2 separate regions of the Mus musculus genome follow, and region 2 is linked to region 1. The links are chromatin contacts, called in public HiChIP or PLAC-seq maps. All regions are on one chromosome and are shown on one strand. The core of a region is the stretch at or near the end of the contact, and the rest is flanking DNA. Distances in the headings are between cores, read along the strand shown. Region 1 overlaps Ticrr (TOPBP1-interacting checkpoint and replication regulator). Region 2 overlaps Rccd1 (RCC1 domain containing 1).

Evidence for each region. HiChIP or PLAC-seq counts read pairs in DNA pulled down with a chosen protein or histone mark.
Region 2: an H3K27ac HiChIP or PLAC-seq map of embryonic stem cells shows a contact between it and region 1, with 4 times the contacts expected there. The contact joins two enhancer-like sites. A contact is called at or near these places in 1 of 39 promoter capture datasets (embryonic stem cells), 26 of 484 Hi-C or Micro-C datasets (the G1E-ER4 cell line, embryonic stem cells, erythroblasts and 5 more), 4 of 115 datasets of contacts at active chromatin or transcription factors (embryonic stem cells and extraembryonic endoderm stem cells) and 1 of 9 other capture datasets (embryonic stem cells).

Annotation. Positions count from the first base shown.
Region 1 is chr7:79,677,487-79,682,367 of GRCm38.p6, forward strand. Ticrr (TOPBP1-interacting checkpoint and replication regulator) reads left to right here. Exons shown (of 22, transcript NM_029835.1): 8 at 1,529-1,680; 9 at 3,422-3,522; 10 at 4,324-4,417; 11 at 4,504-4,583; 12 at 4,763-4,881. Among named protein-coding and RNA genes, the nearest start is that of Ticrr, 20 kb to the left of the region's middle. Within about 2 kb of position 2,940, at least 3 of the 459 cell types and tissues checked have an H3K27ac peak or open chromatin away from gene starts, as enhancers often do. A contact at or near this core is called in embryonic stem cells and induced pluripotent stem cells, where this site is marked.
Region 2 is chr7:80,317,048-80,321,580 of GRCm38.p6, forward strand. Rccd1 (RCC1 domain containing 1) reads right to left here. Exons shown (of 9, transcript NM_173445.4): 2 at 4,230-4,296; 3 at 3,815-4,134; 4 at 3,255-3,651; 5 at 3,045-3,166; 6 at 2,199-2,294; 7 at 1,812-1,979; 8 at 406-435; 9 at 1-3. The coding sequence starts at 3,983. Among named protein-coding and RNA genes, the nearest start is that of Rccd1, 5.1 kb to the right of the region's middle. Within about 2 kb of position 2,979, at least 24 of the 459 cell types and tissues checked have an H3K27ac peak or open chromatin away from gene starts, as enhancers often do. A contact at or near this core is called in embryonic stem cells and induced pluripotent stem cells, where this site is marked.

The DNA of each region.
Region 1 (4,881 bases), core at 1,690-4,189:
AAGAGGTCTGGAGGCTGAGGAATCTAGCCCAGTTGATAGAGTGCTTGCCTAGCATTCATGAAGTCCTTGGGATGATTCCCCAGAACCACATAACACTTAGCATGCTATACGTATAATCTCAGCACTAGGAGACAGAGGCAGGAGGATCAGAATTTTGGTGACATTGCATCTATGTAATAAATTTGCAGAAACCTCGTGTAAATAAATATACAAACAAATCAAATGAGCTAGGGGGAGGGAGAGGAGAAATAGATTATTTGGGGAATTGAATACTAGAGTACAACCTGAGTTGTTATTCTTTAGGCGCCATCCACCTTTTAAAAATTCTTAATTAATTTTATTAAACTAAGGTCTCATATAGTCCAGGCTATCTTCAAGCTCTCTATGTAACTGGCCTTGAACTCCTGATCCTCCTGCCTCTACCTCCCCAGTACTAGGATTACAGGCATGTGCTACCAGCCCAGTAGAATCTTTCACTGACCTGGAGCTTACTGAGAGAGTAGGCTGGCTAGCTAGCGAGCCCTAGGGGTCCACCTGTCTACATTCCCCCAGGATTGGGAGTATAAGTGTGGTCCACCACATCTGGCGTTTTAAAATGCTGGTGCTGGAAGCTCAGGTCCCCATAGCTTAACAGAGCCATATTGTTGAGTTTTAAATATTTTTTTACAATATTTTAATTTGTATTTATATGCTCATGTATGCATGTGCATGTTATGGAAGGTCACATGGAGGTCAGAGGACAGCTCATGGGAGCTCATCCTCTCTGTCCACCTTGTGGGTCCTAGAGATCAAACTCAGGTCATTAGGCTTGGCACAGCTGTGGATTATCCCCAGCTGTGGATTATCCTCAGCTGTGGATCCCTTACTAGCCTGTTACTAAGTTTAAAGGGGCTCTGTATATTTTGGATAATGGGCCTTTATCTGATGTCCTTTGTAAATATTTTCTATAAATCTATGGTTTACCTTTTACACTCTTGTCAGTATGTTGGTAGAACATTAGTATTTATTTTATTTTTAGTTGGTTGGATGTTTGGGTTTTATAAAAAAATCATGTGTAGCCCAGGCTAATCTCAAGCCTACTATGTGGCTGAGTCCTGCCTTGCCCACCTATCCCTTTCTCCAGATCACCCAGGTGTCTTTGTTATCTTGTAGCAGTCCGAGACCTTTTCTTCTCATACTGTGACTGACTCACTTGGATTCCTCTGGAGCATACAGGCTGTGTCTGAACCTAACATTCCCATCTGGGTGTTCAGTCATCCTAGCACATGATCTGTTTTGTTTGTTTGTCCATCTTTTATTCATTGTATCACACACCTTTGTTCTTTGTTAAAAGTCAGTCTACTGCTAGGCACTGTGGAACATTTCACGTCATCCCTGACATGTACACACTACATGCTAGAAAGCTCTAGGGTCAGTCACGGCCATCCAGACATAGATTTCTCCTGGAAGACAAAAGTCTCTGTCCCCTTACAGGATACATGGAGTTGATCTGAATATGATAACCACATGTTCTTTTTCACCCCCACAGAATTTAAAACCGAGGAGGAGCTTCTGGCTTACATACATGACAACTACCAAAAGGCTGTGGCTACGGAAGAAATCACATTGTATTCATGTGCACAAAATATGGTCTCAACCATTAAAATGTTCCTAAAATCAAAGGACATCAAGGAATTAGAAGTAAGAAAGTCTAGATAATACTGCCATAAATGTAGTGTTTGATGGTTGGTGGGTTTAGTGCACATCCTTAAAGAATTTCCAGTACACTGCACATGATTGAAAAATGATGACTAGGCTGGAGAGATGGCTCATTGTAAAAGCACTGCTTTCCAGAGGACCCAGGATCAACTCCCAGCTACATGGTGGCTCAAAATCTTTAGTAACCAGTTTCAAGCAATCTGATGCCCTCTTCTGCCCTCTTTGGGCACTGCATGCAAAAGGTACACAGATGTACATGCAGTCAAAACACCTATACATGTAAAATAAAATAAAGATATGTGAATAGTTAAAAAAAGAAAAGTGCTGAGTAGAGGATTGGTACAATTCCAGGTTCTGGAATATGAACCTGATAAACCAGAAGCCAGACATTCAAGTGGACTTCTGTCCAATGACACTGCTCTAATTGGTGTTGTGTGTTTATATGAATTAAACTAGCGGTTTTAACCCTAGCTGCTCTTCAGAATGACTTTGTTGTTGTTGATTTTGTTTATTATTTATGTTTGTTTATTTTTTGTGTATATAAGTATTTTGTCTGCATTTATGTCTGCATATTATATGCACTGAATTCCCTGGAACTGGAGTTACAGACATTTGTTAACTACCATGTGGGTGCTGGGAATCAAACCTGGGTCTTCTGGAAGAGCAGACAGTGCTCTTAATTGCCGAGCCATCTCACCAGCCCTGTTGGTTTTTCTTGTTGCTGTTTTGTTTTTTAAAAGATTTATTTATTTTATTTTATAAGAGTACACTGTAGCTGTCTTCAGACACATGGGAAGAGGGCATTGGATACCATTACAGATGGTTGTAAGCCACCATGTTTTTGCTGGGAATTGAACTCCGGCCTCTGGAAGAATAGTCAGTGCTTTTAACTACTGAACCATCTTTCCAGCCCCCTGTTGTTTTGTTTCGAATGCTAGTGTCTGGTCCTTCCATACTGACAGACTAACTCTAGGTCTCTTTGTTTTGGAAGTTGGGCATATATTTGTTTTAAAAATGTCCTGCATAACTCTAACTTATTGAAAACCACAGTTTTAGAATACCTTATTGCCTTTATTCATATTTAATGGCAAAAGCAGGGCTCTTTCTCTATAGTGGGAGAGCTGTTTACAATTATCACAGCTTTGTGTGGACCTTCTCTTTTAAAAGTAAGTGTATGTAGCAGGGTGTGGTGGCATACTCCTTTAATTCCTGCACTTGGAGGCAGAGGTGAGGGAGGGGCGTGTCTTTGTGAGTTCAAGGCCATCCTGGTCTACATGTTAAGTTCCAGGACATCCAGGATGGGGGGTGGGGGGGAGAGACTGGGGGAGGGAGAGAGGGAGGGAGGGAGAGAGAGACTGTCTCAAGGAAAAAAAAGATCTTTCTTTGTGGTGTGTGTATGTATATATGTATGTATGCATGCACACGTGCATGAGAAGTACTTGCAGACTGCAGAGAGCGTATCTGATCCTCAAGAGCTAGAATTACAAGTGGTTGTGAACCGGCTAACATTGATGCCCACTAGCAATCCTCTGCAAGAGCAAGATCTGCTCTCAACCCTAGCCATTGAGCCATCTGTACAGCCCAAGGAACTTTCCTTTAACAGTTCAAATCTAAAAGCTTGCTGTATCTATTAAAAAAAAAAAAAAAGGACCACATTCTCTTTAAGATATCAAAGGGAAAGGTAGGCAACAGTTTTCTCCTTCATAATTACTTTGTATTGCAGGTGGCCTGCCTGAGTCATGTGAACAGTAACCTCTTAAAAACCAGCAAGACCCTTAGACAGAACCTAGCCGGAAAGATGGATACAGAGGACAAAGTCGGAGAGTAAGAAACCACTTTATTTTCACCCGGACTCTAAAACAGGTCTGAGGTTATCTTTGTCATGATCTTTATGATGTTCTGAGGGGCAGTTGGACTCGCCTGATTTCTTAAGACTCGCACCAGTCTTTAGAGAAAACCCTGGATTCCTTCCCTTTTTTTTTTTTTTTAAGAAAGACTATATTATGGGGCCCAGCTGGCCTCAAACTTGCTCTCTAACTGAGTCTGGCCTTGAATTCCATCTCCTACTCCCACCTCATAAATATTGAGATTTAGATGTGTTTTCACCATTCCCAGTTTATCTAGTTGTGGGAATTAAAAGCAGGGCTGGCGGGCCTCAGGCATTCTAGGCAAGCACTTTACCAACTGAGCTGCATCCCCATTCCCCCTACCTGTGCCCTGCTTGCTTGCTTTCTTTCTTTCTTTCTTTCTTTCTTTCTTTCTTTCTTTCTTTCTTTTGGTTTTTCAAGACAGGGTTTCTCTGTATAGCCCTGGCTGTCCTGGAACTCACTCTGTAGACCAGACTGGCCTCAAACTCAGAAATCCGCCTGCCTCTGCCTCCCGAGGGCTGGGATTAAAGGCGTGTGCCACCACTTCCCGGCTTATTTTTTATTTTTTTCCCTCTCTTTTTCAGTACTGGAGATTGAATCCAGGGCTTTCTATATGTGAGGCATATGCTTTAGCCCTGAGCTACATTTCCAGTTCTTGGGCATTGTTTCTACATGAATCAATAGCTCTTTGCTCTAAGAAAGAGTTTCACTAAATAGCATGCAAAGGAGATGTGACCTGGTACTTTGTTTCCTCCAGGTGCCAGCTTCAGGTATTTCTTCGTCTGGAGATGTGTGAGCAGTGCCCCTCAGTCCTGGACCGCCCAGATGAGGTGGAGCGCATAGTGGAGGAGGTAAGCCATGGCTGCCACCCCGAGCATGCTCTCATTCTCTCAGCTTCCCAGCAGAGCCTGTGGCAACTTTTTGCAATCTCTTTCAGGTGACAGATTTGCTGCGTCTGGTGTGTCTCACTAAGGACTCAGCGTACCTGTCAGAGTTTCTGGAGGAGATCTTGAGATTGTAAGTTCAATGAGTACTGGCTCAGTTTAAAAAAATTTTGTTGTTGTTGCTGTTGTTTGTTTTTGTTTTTTTTTAACAACCACTACACATGGTGTTATCTTAGAATTATAAGGTTAAAAGGGTATTTTTTCATGCTGGTAACTTCAGTTCTATGTCTAACCAATATATTCATTCCACAGGTATATTGGCTCCATCCCCGGGACAATTGGACAACTCTACCACAGCCTGGGGTTAAAAATTCCTCAGAAGCTGGCTGGAGTCCTTCCTACAGGGTTTTTCAGTGATGATTCTATGTCTC
Region 2 (4,533 bases), core at 1,729-4,228, 640 kb after region 1:
TACCTAGAATGAAAGGAAGCCCTTCCTCTTCTAGGCCTTGCTGCTTTCCCCTCAGAAAGATGCCAGCCCACATACTGCCTTGAGAGCTATACACAGCCTGATGGGTCTTGTGTGGATTCTGAAAACTTAAGCCCAAGCCAACTGTGGGGTCCCCGGAGAAGTCTCTGCTACCTACATCAAGATGAGAACAGCTCCTTCACCCTGGCCATCTTATTTCTCTCATGTCTGCCCTTGGGCCTCCTAAGTGTATCTGTTCTCCCACCCAAGGGAGAGCGTTTTTTTTTCAGTCCTCCCATTGCTCAGGCTGCGACCCCTGCCCCTCTAGTTTGTGTAACTTGGTCATGACCTGTTCTATTTTCTCTGGTCCTTCCCCTTGATTTAATGATCAGGAAACTTTTTACTTACCCCAGCCCCAGGTATAGAGTTCTCCTGTGCCTGCAACCAAAGAGACAGTGAGTAGCTGCCATCTACTGTTCTGCTCCCAGCAAGATACCACTCAGCCTGGCACAAGTCACAGACAGCAAGCTGGGATTATGCTCTATCACATGTGGGCTGGTAAAATGCCAGGGATCAAAAAGCTGAACTTTCTAGGTACCAACTGGCCTCAATACATGGAGTCACACCCTCTGTGGGACAGGTTTTCTGCCCACAACTGATTAACCAACCACCTTTTAGAAGAACATATTGGCCTAAAGCTGTGGAGTCAACCTTTTTTTTTCGTTTTTTAAAGATTTGTTTACTATTTTATGTATATGAGTACACACTGTAGCTGTACAGATAGTTGTGAGCCTCCATCTGGTTGTTGGGAATTGAATTTAGGACCTCTGCTGGCTCTGATCCAACCTCCTCACTCCAGCTGGCCCTGCTCACTCAGGCACAAAGATTGATTTATTATAAATATAGTCAGATCTCATTACAGGTGGTTGTGAGCCACCATGTGGTTGCTGGGATTTGAACACAGGACCTTTGAAAGAGCAGTCATTGCTCTTACCACTGAGCCATCTCACCAGCCCCCTTTTTTGTTTTATTACAATGGTTCTCTCCCTTCCTAATGCTGAGACACCTCAGTACAGTTTCTCAGACCTCAAAGCTTCAGTCTCCTGCCTCATTCCAAGGGTTAGTATTGGAGGTGAGTGCCACCTTTCCCAGCATGAAACTTTTCTTTTTTTTTTTTAATTATATATATATTTTTTAAAAGATTTATTAATTTTTATGTATATGAGTACACTGTAGCTGTGCAGATGGTTGTGAGCCACCATGTGGTTGCTGGGATTTGAACTCCGGACCTTCGGAAGAGCAGTCGGGAGCTCTTAACCACTGAGCCATCTCTCCAGCCCTAAATTCAGCTTCCTTAACAAACCATCAAATATATAGTTCCTCCATGTTGATTTAAAAAATAATAAGCTGGGCAGTGGTGGTGCGCGCCTTTAATCCCAGCACTTGGGAAGCAGAGACAGGCAGATTTCTGAGTTCCAGGCCAGCCTGGTCTACAGAGTGAGTTCTAGGACAGCCAAGGCTGTACAAAGAAACCCGGACTAGAAAAAAAACCCAAAAACAAGAAAGAAAGGAAGGAAGGAAGGAAAACATAGTAGTGATGTGCTTGCTTAGCTCAGTAGAGGCCCTGGACTCATCCCCAGCACATGATGGGGTCTATAATCACAGCTGCTCCAAAGCCTGACAACTGCTTCAGTCCAGGAGTTTCAAAATAATTCTGTATAAATGGAGACTCTTTCTAAAATTAAAAATGGGCAGGCATGGCAAGCTGCAGTCCCCAGCTAAGTGCTGCTCCACCCTGCGCCAGCCCCACTCACGTGTCACCACAGCTGTGTGTCGGGATCCGCAGCTGGCCATAACTGCATCTGAGCCCAGGGGAAGATCCAGAAGAGCAGGGAAGGGCTGGATGGCTATGAAGTGGGCAGGAGCTCCTGCATCAGCCACAGCTAATTCCTCTTTGAGACCATCTTCATTCAATTCTGTGGCTTTAGAAGGCTTACAGTGTGTTTACTAGTCAGGGGCATGTGAACAGTCCGCATACTGACTTCCAGCTCTATAAAAGACCATTTTCTAGCTCCAGAGCTGGGGCCCAAGCCTTACTCACTCAGTCCTAGAGGCTGTGCAGGGCCAAAATCCCAGGATGATTCTCAGTGTCCAGCACACAGTAAATGAGCAGGGAAGGACATCCTAGAGGGGGACCTTACCTTCCTCTCTCTCTGCTTTGTTCTCTGTCCCACTCCTTGTGGGCAGGGCCAGCTGCCCTGACTCATTCCAGCCCCAGATATAAATATCCCCCGTTTCTGCAAGAGACCAAGAGAATCCATGAAGCACACTGTGGGACCCTTTCACCCACCCCACCTCCTCTAAACATCCCCATTACCTGTTCCTAGGAGCGAGTAAAGGGTACCCTAAAGCACCCGTCCATCAAGGATGCCCATACCAAGTCCCGCTGCTTCCCTGTCTTAGATCCCTGCCCATACACACCCCTTCTCCCCTTCCCCTTTTCCCAAACCTTACCATGTACCTCTCTGGCAGGCCTCAAAATCCCCAACCTTCCTGAATCCTGGCACTACAGGCACGAACTACCATGCCCAGCTTTTCTTTGGCTAACTCCAGGCTGAAGTTCTTTTGTCTCAGCCTTCCCACCAAGATGGACCCAATACACAAAAGCCCTAGGCCACACACTGTGGACCAAGGCACACCTCTCTGCCATCCACCATGGCTACCGGGGCATAGGCAGCCTTCTCCATTCTTCCTGGCTGAGCTGTCTCTTACCATTTCCCCTGCAGAAGTGTGCTGACCTTCGGGAGTATTTTAGATGGATGGGGGTAGTGAAGAGCTCAGTAACAAAGACAGGCAGTAACCAGATGAGTGGAGGTGTAAGAGGGTGGTGGAGTAACAGGCTAAATCTGGAAACACTGAAGACTCAGGGATGACTGAGCTGGACTGAGCGTGGAATGAGGCCTGGGCTAGACCGCCCACAAAAACAGAGCAAGAGGAAGGCGGGGCCAAGCCCTCCAGCTTGTTTGGAGCCGCCCCGAGTCACTCACCACTCAAACACACAGAGTGCCAGCCACCTGCAGCCACCTTAGCCATCCGCAGGCCCTGCAGTGCCTCCAACAGTCTTGGCTCTAGTTCTGCCTCCAGAGTCCCGTGGCCCAGCTGTCCATGCCTGATCAAAGGCGTCCCTAATCAGCTACAGGTCCATCCAAGAGAGCCTCTCCTTGAGCTCCGCCACGTCACAACCAGCCGGTCCTCACCTGCCCGCACCCCAGGAGAACACCTGGCCAGCTGCGCACAACAGCAGCACATGCTCAGCTCCCAGCTCCAGCTGGCGGACCCGCAGCTCTGGGGCCAGAGGCTGGCAGAAGGGTGGTTCTGGGGTCACATAGGCACGGGCGCAGGGTAGCAACGGCAGGGTCCCCATCCTAGACTCCCTGCTGGGTTCATCTTCCCCTTGGCCCTTTGCCCCAGAAACCAAGTTCTGGACCCAGAGGGGCTCCCCCTGTAACGCAGAACCTGGTACCCAGGCCTGCACTTCCGTGCTGGAGCCGCCCTTGTTGCGTAGCAGCACCAGGAGTTCCTCCGAAGCCCACACGTCCCTGCAGCCGTCTGCTGCACCGCTCACAGAACCTGACAATTCCACCCGGCCTCCACCTGTGTGGGCAGAGTTGGGAGGGACGCATGCCATGGACCTGGGAAGCTCGAGGCTGCCCGAGTAAGGGTGTACGGGTGTTGGGTATTTCTGGACTGGCATGTTAGGAGGGTTGGGCAGGTATACATGATACAGGTCTGGAGTTGGGATTGTGAGGGCACTCACGGGTCACCAGGGCAGTGTAGCTCCAGCCTGCGCTCACTTGGCAAATATCATCACTGGCATGCAGTGGTTCAGGACTGTACACTGAATGGTGGCTGTTCCCAGAACCCAGCGCTTGCCCGAAGCCACAGAAACCAAAGCCGAACCAGGCTCCGTGCCGTTTCTCGGCCATGTCCAGGTTGAGCCCTCTGTGGGTGGACACTTGGCTGTGGTGTGGATTAAGGGATGCAAGATTAAGGTTGCAAACCAAGGAGACTCTTGCAAACAGGACACCTTAGGAACGCTGGCAAATCCTGCCTTCCAGGGGGCTGAAGTTGCACTACCTGTAAAATAGAGACAGTATGCCATCCTAATCACCGGGCAAACGGAGTCCATCCCACTACTGTCCACGGAGCAGAGCTTTGGCCAAAGGTCCTACCAGATTTTTGACTGCTGAACTGTCTGCAGCTGACCACTTCTACTTTTGGCTCAAATCCAGCGTACAGCTGTAAGAAATATTAAGTATGTGTCTTTTAAGTCAAACTTGTATTCAAGGCAAGAAAAAAAATTTTTTTTAAGATTTATTATTTGGGGTTGGGGGGTGGGGTGGGGCTGGAGAGACATCTCAGCGGTTAAGAGCACTGACTGTTCTTCCAGAGGTCCTGAGTTCAATTCCCAGCAACCACATGGTGGCTCACAATCAATATGCAATGGGATCCAATGCCCTCTTCTGGTGTCTGAAG